Regions from separate parts of the Dromaius novaehollandiae genome. Here region 1 is linked to region 2. A link is a contact called in public Hi-C data. All regions are on one chromosome and are shown on one strand. The core of a region is the stretch at or near the end of the contact, and the rest is flanking DNA. Distances in the headings are between cores, read along the strand shown. Region 1 holds the start of GNAT3 (G protein subunit alpha transducin 3). Region 2 has its middle 57 kb from the start of CD36.

Region 1 (5,520 bases), core at 2,753-5,252, 110 kb after region 2:
ATGACAGTATTTTTATTCAAACACCTAAAGGAGATGGTAAAAAAGATGTCACAAAGCATGTTAGCTTTCATTGAGCCCTGTAAGTCAATGTCTATTGTTTCCGGCTTGACCATCAGTAGTCAGAACATTCCTTGATCAGAATATAGTTAATGATGTGATGATGATGTCCAAAGCAGAACAGAATCCAATTCATCCTCCCAAACCTGCTTTGGCTTTCCATGAAAATGAAACAAATTGCTATATTTTCCAATAAAGTATTTAGTTAGGATTTAGATGGTAGGAGTAAGCAAATCAAAAGATATTGCAGATTTATTAATTAGTTGCTTATTATTAGTTGCTTATTTCTATCCACATTTTAATTACAGCCTGCTCATACCAGACATCTAATTTTATGAAGCCAACTCCTGCGTGTAGTTATAATAGCAACAGAAGCAGCTGGAAATCAATGCTATAGAAAACACACTCGATCTTCCATTGCTTTCCACCTAGGGAAAGCAAATGAAAAATGATACAAAGTTTTCATCTTGATTTATTTACACTCATTTTCTTCCAGTATAACTGAATAGGAGATACTTTACCATTGCTTTAGTCTGACACTGCAAAAATTAAAATAAAAAAAAATAAAGAAACACAGAATCACAAAATAGCTGGGGTTGGAAGGGAGCTCTAGAGATCATCTAGTCCAGCCCCTTGCTCGAGCAGTTTCAGCTACAGCAGGTTGCCCAAGACTGTGTCAAATTTGGTTTTGAATACCTACAAGGAAAGAGACTCCAAAGCTTCTCTGGGCAACCTGTTCCAACACTCAAACACCCTCACAGTGAAGAAGTGCTTTCTTATGTTGAAGCAGAATTTCCTGTGTTTCAGTTGTGCCCTTTGCCTCTCATCCTGTCGCTGAATACCACTGAGCAGAGTCTGGTGCCCTCCTCTTTACACCCTCCCTTCAGATATTCACAAACATTGACAAGATCCCCCTGAGCTTTCTCTTCTCCAGGCTAAGCAGTCCCAGCTCTCTCAGCCTCTCCTCATATGAGAGATGCTCCAGTCCCTTAATCATCTTTGGGGCCCTCTGCTGGACTTGCTCCAATAAGTCCATGTGTTTCTTGTACGGAGGGGCCCAGAGCTGGACACAGTACTCCAAATGTGGCCTCACTAAGTCTGAGTAGAGGGGAAGGATCACCTCTCTCCACCTGCTGGCAATGCTCTTCCTAATGCAGCACAGGATACCATGGGCCTTCTTTGCCATGAGGGTGCATTGCTAGCTCATGGTCAACTTGTTGTCCATCAGGCCCTGCAGATGCTTCTCTGCAAAGCTGCTCTCCAGCTGGTTGTTCCCCAGCGTCTGATGCCTGGAGTTATTCCTCCCCAGGTGCAGGACTTTTGCACTTCCCTCTGTTGAGCTTTATAAGGCTCCTTTCTGCCCATTCCTCCAGCCTGTTGAGTTCCCTTTGAATGGCAGTGCAATCATCTGGTGTATGAGCCACACCTCCTAGTTTTGTATCATCAGCTAACCTGCTGAGGGTGTGTTTGGTCACATCATCCAGGTCATTAATGAAGATGTTAAACAGTACTGACATCAGTATTGACCCCTGTGGGACACCACTGGTCTCCAGCCGGACTTCATGCCACTGATCACAACCTTCCGGGCCCAGCAGCTCAGCCAGTTTTCAGTCCAGTTTCCTGACCACTTATCTAGCCTGCACTTCATCAGCTTGTCTATGAGGATGTTATGGGGGGGACTGTGTCCAAAACCTTACTAGAGCCAAGATAAAAAACATTCACTGCTCTCCTCTTATCCCCCAAGCCAGTGATCTCATCACAGAAGGCTATCAGGTTGGTTAAGCATGGCTTCCCCTTTGTAAACCCATGCTGGCTACTCCCAGTCACCTTCTTGTCCTTCACATGCCTAGAAATGGTATCCAGGATTAGTTGCTCCATCACATTCCCAGGGATCAAGGTGAGGCTGAATGGCCTGTAGTTTCCCAGATCCTCCTTCTTTGCCTCTTAAAGATGGGACATTTGCTTTCTTCCAGTCCTCAGAAAGCTCTCCCGATCACCATGACATTTCAAAGCTAATGAAGAGTGGCCTCGCAGTGACATCAGCCAGCTCCCTCAACACTTGTGGGTGCATCCCATAATGGCCTATGGACTTGTGCATGCCTGGAGTAACTCGGTGGTGAATCAGGCCCTGTATCTGGAGACAGTGTTCTTCTCTGTGGTTTGTGACTGTATCAGTTAATCTGTATATTCTGTTAGTGTCCAGAAATGCTCACACAGAACTACTTTTCAAACCTACTGAACTGCACAGGTGCATTGTACATATATGCGTTTTTGATAAACAGACACCTGGCACTGATATCACACTCCTGATGCTGCTTATTTTCATCCTTTACACAAATGGAACAAGTTATTGGTATGGCTGCATAAAGATCTTATTACCTGCTGTTTTAAAGAATAAGCAAAATAGGAATATAGGCTTAACAAAACAGAAAATTTTCTTGCTATGTAAATATGTATGTAAAAATTCAGCTGTTAATAAATGCCGGTTATTCATCCCTGGCAAAGCAAAGCAAGGAGGCTGAAAACATGATTTCTTGCTCCATTGATCGAAAAGCATACACTGAAGAAGTACAGTCACTGATCTTTATTGCAGCATGTCATCCTTTTTATGAGGTATGAGAAGATACGACTGAATGGGACTAGCACAGGCTACGACCTCAGAAGACCGCACTCCTAATCAAAAGGAGCATAGCTCACAGTAATGCAGCTGATCTTTATTCCACTCTCTCCCGTTTTCCACTTATGCAGTGCTAGTTGCCTTCCTATTACAGCTGGGGTCCAGCTACCTCTACTGTAAGAACATTTCCTTTCTTATAGGCGGAATGAGGTAATCACTTTGCCTCTGGCCCTCTTCCTCATTTCTCTTCTGGCCTAGAAATACATTTAAGGTCACTCAAACTGAGCTGTATGCTTATGTTTCCGTTAACCATTATTCCCAGGCTAAGCCTTATAAAGCTTACATATTGTAAAGTCTGCACACTGTTAACTGTTACTAGTCAATATTAATTAATTACAATATTGCACACCATTAAGATTTATTTTATTGAAATACCTAACCTAAAGAGAAGGGACCAAAAAGAAAGTGTTTTGGACCTTTCAGTCCTGATAATAAATCTTTTCTTACCCACTATAATCAGGTGTCAATTATAACAGAGCATAATTTCTCAATACACTGCTGACAATGCATGCCAAGTAATATGTCCACCATAAAATGCACTTATATATTACTATTGCATTACGAATACACTAAGAGAAGATAATTATATCAGTGGGGAGACTCTGACCTGTATCCTTTCTACACAAAAAGGAGTACGGTGCTCTCAGCCAAAGCCTATTGCTGCTAATAAAATTATAGAAAAATGGAAAAATGTTATGGCCAAGAAATAGCCATACAAAGGTATCCCATAGATGGTACAATTGCAATGAAGTACCTGTAACTATTTTAAGAAAATAAAGGAACTTGCCATAATATCATGAAAATGCAGAACATGCAAACATTTTGCATGTAAATTATTCAAAATAAAAACTGATGTCTCAGTTATATAAATCCAAATCTGGGCATTTTTTTAATAGAGAATACATATATTCAGAGATATGACCACTGAGAAAGAAAAAAAAAAAGTGAATACTTTGAAGGCATATGAATCTTTTTTTGCTTCAGGGTAAACACAGTATTTCACAAACTGAAATTTTTTTTCTTGAGCTGAGTTATTCCCAACTTTATTGTTTCAAGACTTTCTGCATATTTCTCTGAAGCACATGAGACTGGAACCTGCCTGAACAAGGACATAGGACTATCTGGATCTTCGTTTTGTAGGATGGATCATTTTAATTCTATGACATCATAACAGTGCAAATTTATGTCCCTATATAAATCCTAGACTGTAGCATCTCCAGGTCATGTGACAGATGTAAAGAGACTATTTGGTCTGCAGATTGAATGCAGAGATCGAATGGGATTTGTACATTTTCTCAACACACATGTTGTCCTCCTTCTGAATTAAAACATATAGCCTAATCAGAAGTAACTCAGCTGGGACAAAGAAGGGCTTTTATTTAACACCTCAAGATGGGCAGTGGAGCCAGTTTGGAGAGCAAGGAGTCGGCCAGGAGGTCCAGAGAACTGGAGAAGAAACTCCAGGAAGATGCAGAGAGGGAAGCCAGGACAGTCAAACTACTACTGCTGGGTAAAAAGAATAGAAATTGTTGGTATTATTTTTTCCATTGAGGGGTTATTTTGTACTGAAATTACATTTCAGTAGAGGGAATTTCCCATCTTTTACTATTTTATTTGAAAAAAACAGTTCTCTTATACACAGACAGAATGTTTTCTGGTTTTGGACACTCCGTTTTAAATCATGAAGTTGCAGACAACCAATTAAGACACAGGGAAATGGTTGAAAATGACTGTGTCATTAAGTGTATTCAGTTTTAAATACTATAAATCTTTGACCTTGATGAATGACAAATACTGTTAGAACAAATGTTCTGCTGTTTTCTTATGCAAAATATGCATTCTTTTTCTTTCTCTTTTTTTGCTTCTCTTTCTTCTTGTCTCTATCTTCTTTTCCCTTCTTCTTTTCCCTTCTTTCTTCTTTTCCACTATATGAATTCATTTGCAGGAGGATTAAGTGAAGGAACTGGTTAAATAGAAAATACACGGGTGTCACCACCTGTTGAAAATGTTTGTTTTCCAACTCTTTCACTTCACTTTTTGCAGAAGCAGGAAGACACTTTTCTCAATGTATAGAAACAATATTGTGGATAGGGGAATGGAAGGCGATGAAATGAAATGAACGTAGATGACTATTCTCACAGAAGACTATTTCTAATCCATATTATGAACTACTTATTAACAGCCAGCTTGTGTAATAGAAAAATAAAAATTATATATTTTTTTCCTTTCTGTGATACTACTTAGACTATGAGAACTATCCAAGAGCATAATAATACCACTACTTTCTATATCTCTCTTCTAATAGTATGATGTCTGCTATTAGAATTTACATTTGTTTCACCAAATGAATAGGAAAACTGCCTTTTATTGAAATGTTTTATTTTTTCTTCGCTTGCTGAGACAGAGCTAGATCCCCTAGCCAGAGTGAATCAGCTTAACTCTGTTGTCTTCTATTTTATGCAAAGTATCTATTTACAACTACTAAGAATCTAACTATCATTGGTGAAAAAGAATGAAGAGGTAGACACAACCATGTAGGTTTCTTAAATAATAACAGGAAAATAACAATTTCATATACTTTATCTACCACTGATATTCAGACTGCAGTTTACAAAGTTGTTCAGTCTTGTGGAGAGCATGAAAATCTTAGGTGGCACTTTGATACAAGCTATTGCCCTAACTGAGACAGGCTTAAGTTGCTCAAATACAGGAAAAGTATATTATTATATACTTCCTGTGTGTTCTTAGGAAAAGGAATCAGCAGACTGAGTTAGAACTGGGGCCCA
Region 2 (6,080 bases), core at 1,796-4,295:
GGTTGGATTGGGCCCTTAGAGAGCTTTTATGCCTCTCATTTTTTGCTGAAAATTCAACCATCTCCTCTTTTAAAAGCTCTTCTCTTTCTAGGGTTCTTCTCTTCCTTTTCTGTATGCTCTCTTCTTTATTTCTTTCCTCAGCCAAACTCAGACTAGTAGTCCCAGAAGGGCTAGCTTAATTTGGTTGTTTTAAGTACAAACCCCATTCACTACAGTACTCTCTGATATATTACCTATTATAATCTTTAACAGATGCTGCACATTATTGACTTTATCAAGCTTGCCCACTTAATAGTGTTAGTTAACAAACAAATGTAAAGAAGTACTTTGAAGACATTCGAAGGCTTTTGAGCTCATGAATAAATATCAGAACCAGACTACTTACTTGAATGTGTATGTTCACACTCAAAAGACATTTGGGTAATATTTTGTTCTAGTTTTCTCAGGACAGCATTCGTATTGCAGAATATTCCATGTTTCATTCCTAATGACACACATGTCCAAGCTCAAAGATTTTGTTTTGGGAAACTTGAGATAACATAAAGGACTGAGAGGAAAAATATAAATAGATGGTATTAACAGACAAACTATTTGACAGATTGCCAGTCACAAATATATTCATTTAATTTTCCTTTATGAAAAATTATTTTGTAACTCAGAAAGGTCAATAATCAAAAGAATTAGTCTGAGCTATCCAAAGCAGTGGAGCACAAAAAATGTTCCTAAGAATGTGTTGGTTTTTTTTTTTCCTGAGAGATCAAAGGCATTTGCCATGGAAAACAAAGATCACCTTCGTTATTATAGCAACAAATCCAGAATCTTCCTTCACGTATACAGAATAAAAGGACCGCGCAAGTTTTCTTTCCTTTCTAAGATTTCTAAGGGTTAGAAAGATTTATGATATTTACCTATGTATGGATCTGTCACGTGCGGCGCCCTGCACCAAGTAATGTCTGGAACAGTATGCCAGGAAATGGTTAAAGCAAAGAATAACATGCCTGGTGGATTATTTAATGCTGCAGAAGTAGGGGATAATGCGTGCTGCCATTTGGTGACCACCTGGCACTCTGGAGCATGCTAGTTGTCTCCTGTCATCATTGCCGTTGTGCTGCAGCACACACGGGCCAAGGAGCCCTAAATGGAGTTAGAGACGGTTCATTTTCTGGTGTTCCTGGAGACCGGTTAGAGTTTAACAAAGAAAGAAAGAATTGCTTTGCCAGTTTATTCATTCCTGTCAAGAAGGCAAGCTGTTATTTTGAAAGGAGCTAATGACACGATGGCGAAAACCATATAAGCTGAACAGAAACTTCCCCTGCATCCTCCAGCCAACTGTAAAGTCAGCCAGCAGAAATCTTGGAAATTTTACAAGTCCTCCTGCATTGAGAGCACTCAGGTTTGAATGCCAAGAATAAATCTCACTCTGAGGGAAACCTCTGAAATAATTGCTGTTGACCGAGCTTTTACTGATTGGTGAGGGCAGGGCGGATTGTGGCAGATAGTGTCATGCCATAGCAGATGCTGCATCCCTCCTGCCCCATTTGTACCAGATTTTGCCGTACTTGTCACTACATGAAGAAAGGAAGATGGTGCAGACTCCTTCCAAGCGCCGTCGTTATAGTCTGGGAACCTTGGGCCTGTCCTGTGATTCACTCCAGCTACTTTGTGCTATCCCAGAAAGCTGAGACAGCCATAAACACCATTTAACTGGTTGATTAAGTCAGCTTGCAGCTGCTTTTCATCACCAGAATTTTGCAAAGCAACCATGGTGAACCCTTTGGATCTAGGCCATAATTTTAAGCCCCTTTGCTGGGACAAGGCACTAAGCTGCACAAAAACAGCCTTGGGCTTGGAGGGTTGTTGTGATAACCAGGACAGCTCTGATTTACAGGTAATGCTTGACTGAGACCTCTTTCAGTTTAAGATGGGAGAAGCATTTCTGTAATGTTTTCTGAACGCTGCACACATATACTTCATTAAAGAAGGTAGTACTTAAGATATATCACACCTTGCACTTGAAATTTAGCAACAGTAAAAACGCATTGTTCATGGAAGATCCAGAGTCAAGACAGTTCACGTTGAAATACCCTGGGTCCTGTGCAGATGTCATAAACTCCCACATCATCTAACAATTCCCATCCCCAGTTGCGAGAAAAGATTCAGCAAGTATTTCCTTGAAGACAAATCAGACTGCAGCTTGGCCCAATATATTCACATTTGCAGTTTCTTAAGCCAGGTTCCTAGTGAAAACTCCTACTGACTTCAGTCACACAGCTTGGAGGAGTGGGAGCTGAATAAGACCTGTGGGACTTGGCTTTCTGAGAAGTATGTTCACTCCTTTTTTCTGTGTCTGGGGTCTTCTGCTTTCGAAATCTTTCTCAGCACCTGACCATGAGTGCTCTATGTCCTCTCTTTATAAATTCATTCCAAGTCACTAGCAAAACCATTTATTTTCCATGTTACTTATTTTAGGTTACTATGGCCATACAGTCAGGATTTCACAAACACAAAATAACTAGAAATTATTCTGAAGACATATATATTTAATTTAACCAGAGGGAAAATTAGCTTAGTAGTATCAAGACAAAAATCTGAAACGAAACCAGAATTAATTTATTAACCTCCCTTCAGATTCCATCATTATGCAGTAAAAGAGAAATTAAAATACACCCCACTTTTGACTCTGTTTGACAAGTCTCAGTCATAACTGTGGCAAGTTTATTGTTCTCAGTCATCTCCATACCCCAAAACACTGAGATTCCCAAACAACTGGTTTATTACCTCCATGACAAATATTAAGGACGATGCCTAAACAGTTTCTTCACTGGAGGGTCAATCTTATAAAAAGAATCACGTTCATACAGGAATGAACACAGCCCTGAGCCAAATGAAGACGTGCATGAGTCTGCAGTCCTGGCTGTCCTGCAGCTACACTCGTTAGTCCACCAATTACAATGACACTATTATTTGCCAGTTTGATGAAAAGTGACAGTATCGGCCTGTTTGCTGACTTGAAATTGCCTTCAGAGTTAGCTAGGTGGTGCTAGAATACACTTCTGTGTTAAATTAGCGGGCACATGGCTCATATTCTCCTTACTGTTGATCAGAGAGTACTTAAACCTTGTTTTTACAGTCTGCCTCCACGCTTAGAAACTGTGAAATGAGTCAGTTTACAGTTCAGTCCAGGACCTCTTCAGCAACTATTGATTAATTGGATACTGACAAGATTTTAAGGATAGAAATTGAAAAAAATGCACATTTTAAAGATCTCCTTTAATAGGATACAGCTGCTTCGGAATATCCCATTGCCTAGTATTTCTGCAGATTATTTTGTCTTCCTCAATATAGGAGTTTGTATTAGTTCTGCAATTTAATTTTCCTTGCTGCAACAAATCTTGACCTTTGGTCTCTCTAGCTCACTTTGCCGTGCAGTTCTGCGCTCTTCTTTGTTTGTTTGTAACTCACTCGGATGCACTTACTCAAAGGAAGTTGTGATATGGTTCATATGAAAGAGCTGCAGGGACAGTTCAGTGCAGCCTGAATTTATACTTTCATTTGGCTGGTCAGAAAATTGGTTGCAATTCAGAACAAATGTGTCATCCCAGATCTCACACTTCGTTCCACAGACAACTACGCACACACGGCTACAGCTGAAATGAAAACACAAGTCTCAGGGGATATTTAACCTCCAATAGCTTGAAATTCACTTATTACCACCTTTTCCAAATTGCGTACTAGCCTTTTTACAAAGATAAAAAGAGGTTTTGACCTGCTGGAAAATGAGTTTCAGCAAGTAAGTGTAGTGTGTAGACCAATGCAGTCATTGTACTCTGCTTTTGTAAGCAAACAGTTGCTGGTACTTGGCAACTAGTCTTGGGAAGAATTACCTTTTCCAACACCTTCTCGCTCTCTGCGTAAAGCCCATTCAAGTAGCATGCCTACCTCCACACAGGGACTTCTAACAATAAAAGAGAGCTGACTGCAGCTCAGTCATTGACATAAACGTGGTTGTATGTTTGCAAAAGAGCAGAACGATCCTTCTTCTGTCCAGTCTGAAAACTGAAGAAAGGAAGATATGTTGTTTTGCCGCCCATCAGCCAGAGAATGCACAAGAAAAGCAGAGAACTGATACAGAGTAAATACTTCTCTGTTCAGGTAAATATTGATGCAGCTGTTTATAGCACAGTCTACTGAGAAAAACAATACCTCTATCAGGGCAAAGGGCTTTAAAATAAACATTAACACACTTTCGGGATGAGTAAGTTTAAAATGGTTGCAGAAGGAACTGTCACATGAACGTAGCAGTCGTTGATTTATTCACATGGGATCTGCTTCTGTCAGCCTTCCTGCGGAAGAGAGACATTGAGCAAACCTCAGCCCACAGCTTTGGGCTGCTTCGCGGAGAGGAAACTAGAGAGAGACTATGGGCTGGATTTGCGGTGTAGACTGCACAGCCGGGAGAGCCGGGTGCTGGTTTCGCCACTGGTGCGTGGGAGTCCTGTGCGCTGCAGTATTGAAGCTTCAGAGATTTCTTTTCCTCTCTGTGCTCGCTTCCCTGTGCAAAGCCACGCAACCTCAGCAAGGGTCGGGACTTAAACAGCCCTTCCCTGAGATACAGCATGGGACCAGCCTTGGGCTAATAGAGAGAAATGGACTAAGATCTTTTCAGGTCGAGGAGGGGTTGGGAGTTAGCACAATGACCTATGGCTGAAAAGGGACATTGAGATTGTTCCTTCTCTGCCTGTGTTTAACTGGGGTTGTATACATGGGCTCACGCCTGGCAATTGGAATAATATCCGTTGTGGAAATCCTCAACGCTCAACAAGCTTAAGTGATTGGTATGCTCAGATATAGGCAGATGAAACTTAGCTGACAGCGGCCAGGAAGCATCAGGTAAGTCAGACGGGAGTTCAGACATGGGCATCTAGCACCAGATGCAGCATGCTCAATTCAGTTCTCCTAAAGCTACATCCCTTGAAAGGCTGAGCAGCTTAAGATATCAGCCCCAAACAAACTTTTCTCTGGTGCTGGGCAGCCCTAAACACACCTAAGATCATGAGGGATGGCATTTGTCTGAGCTACTCATTTTGACTCCTCAGTCAAAGGGTTAGAAATAAGCTCTTGTCGTTTGTGGTGTGTCTCATCAACAGATAGGCCTTAAGCTTGTTAGAAGAATCATGACTCACAAGTGCCTCTTTCTGCCTGCTAACTATAAAAGACAGTGTAATGTCCAAAATCTTTAGGTGAAGGATAACATACCCTCTGAAGGCCAGGGGTCCTTTGCTCTTCACACTGTTCAAATACTTAAGCACCGGCCCCCATCTACATCAGCAAGGTAAAATGCAGGAAAGAGTCACACTGCAGGACAGTTGCAAAGCTGTAACCAAGACACCTGTCTCTTTGGTGGGTATGCCAAGATTATTTACCTCTCTAGGCTGCTTGAGGAACAGTACCCACCATCATCTTTCACCATTTCCATCTACCAGACCTCTAGAAGAAAAGAAAAGGAAAAAAAAAGTACAACCTTAGCAATGTCTGACATAGTAATGCAAACCACCCAGCACACCTATTTAATCACAGTATCCCACCCAATCCTATTTGATTTTAAATTATATAATTTAATTATAGGAAACAACCTTTGGCCTTATGCCTCTGCTTTTAAAGGGATTGCTTCAGCTCCAGTCATTACATTTACGCCTGAACCGCCCACTTCAATATGGAAATTGTTGCAGCCCAAGGGGATTTCATTAAGTAATTAGGGAGGAGGGCATATAATGTCATTTGCTGTAACAGGATCTGCAGATCTAATCAATAAGTGACTGTGTGTGCAGCACTTCAATACCCTTAGTATTGCTGAGAACAAAACAATGCAAGATGGACCTCCTTTATCCGCAACACAATCTTGTGGTCTCAGGCATGTTTTCATTACTTGAAAGAATAGCACGAGCCATGCTCTCATATCAAACTGCATAAAGCAGGCAGATTTATCATCTGCTTGGAAAAGCATGGCAACCATGGGATGTTGCTGTTCCAAGCCGAGGGCTTGACAAGCACTGTAAGAATAAAACCTGCTTTACATCAGA

Evidence for each region. Hi-C and Micro-C count contacts between places; a contact is called where the count stands out from the background.
Region 1: a contact with region 2 is called in a Hi-C map of brain, with 4 times the contacts expected there. The contact joins the promoter of GNAT3 here to the enhancer-like site in region 2. A contact is called at or near these places in 3 of 4 Hi-C or Micro-C datasets (brain, liver and ovary).

Annotation. Positions count from the first base shown.
Region 1 is chr1:8,501,990-8,507,509 of bDroNov1.hap1, forward strand. GNAT3 (G protein subunit alpha transducin 3) reads left to right here and starts at 4,003. Exons shown (of 8, transcript XM_064505075.1): 1 at 4,003-4,262. The coding sequence starts at 4,127.
Region 2 is chr1:8,391,041-8,397,120 of bDroNov1.hap1, forward strand. No RefSeq gene overlaps it. Among named protein-coding and RNA genes, the nearest start is that of CD36, 57 kb to the right of the region's middle. Within about 2 kb of position 3,046, at least 1 of the 2 cell types and tissues checked has open chromatin away from gene starts, as enhancers often do.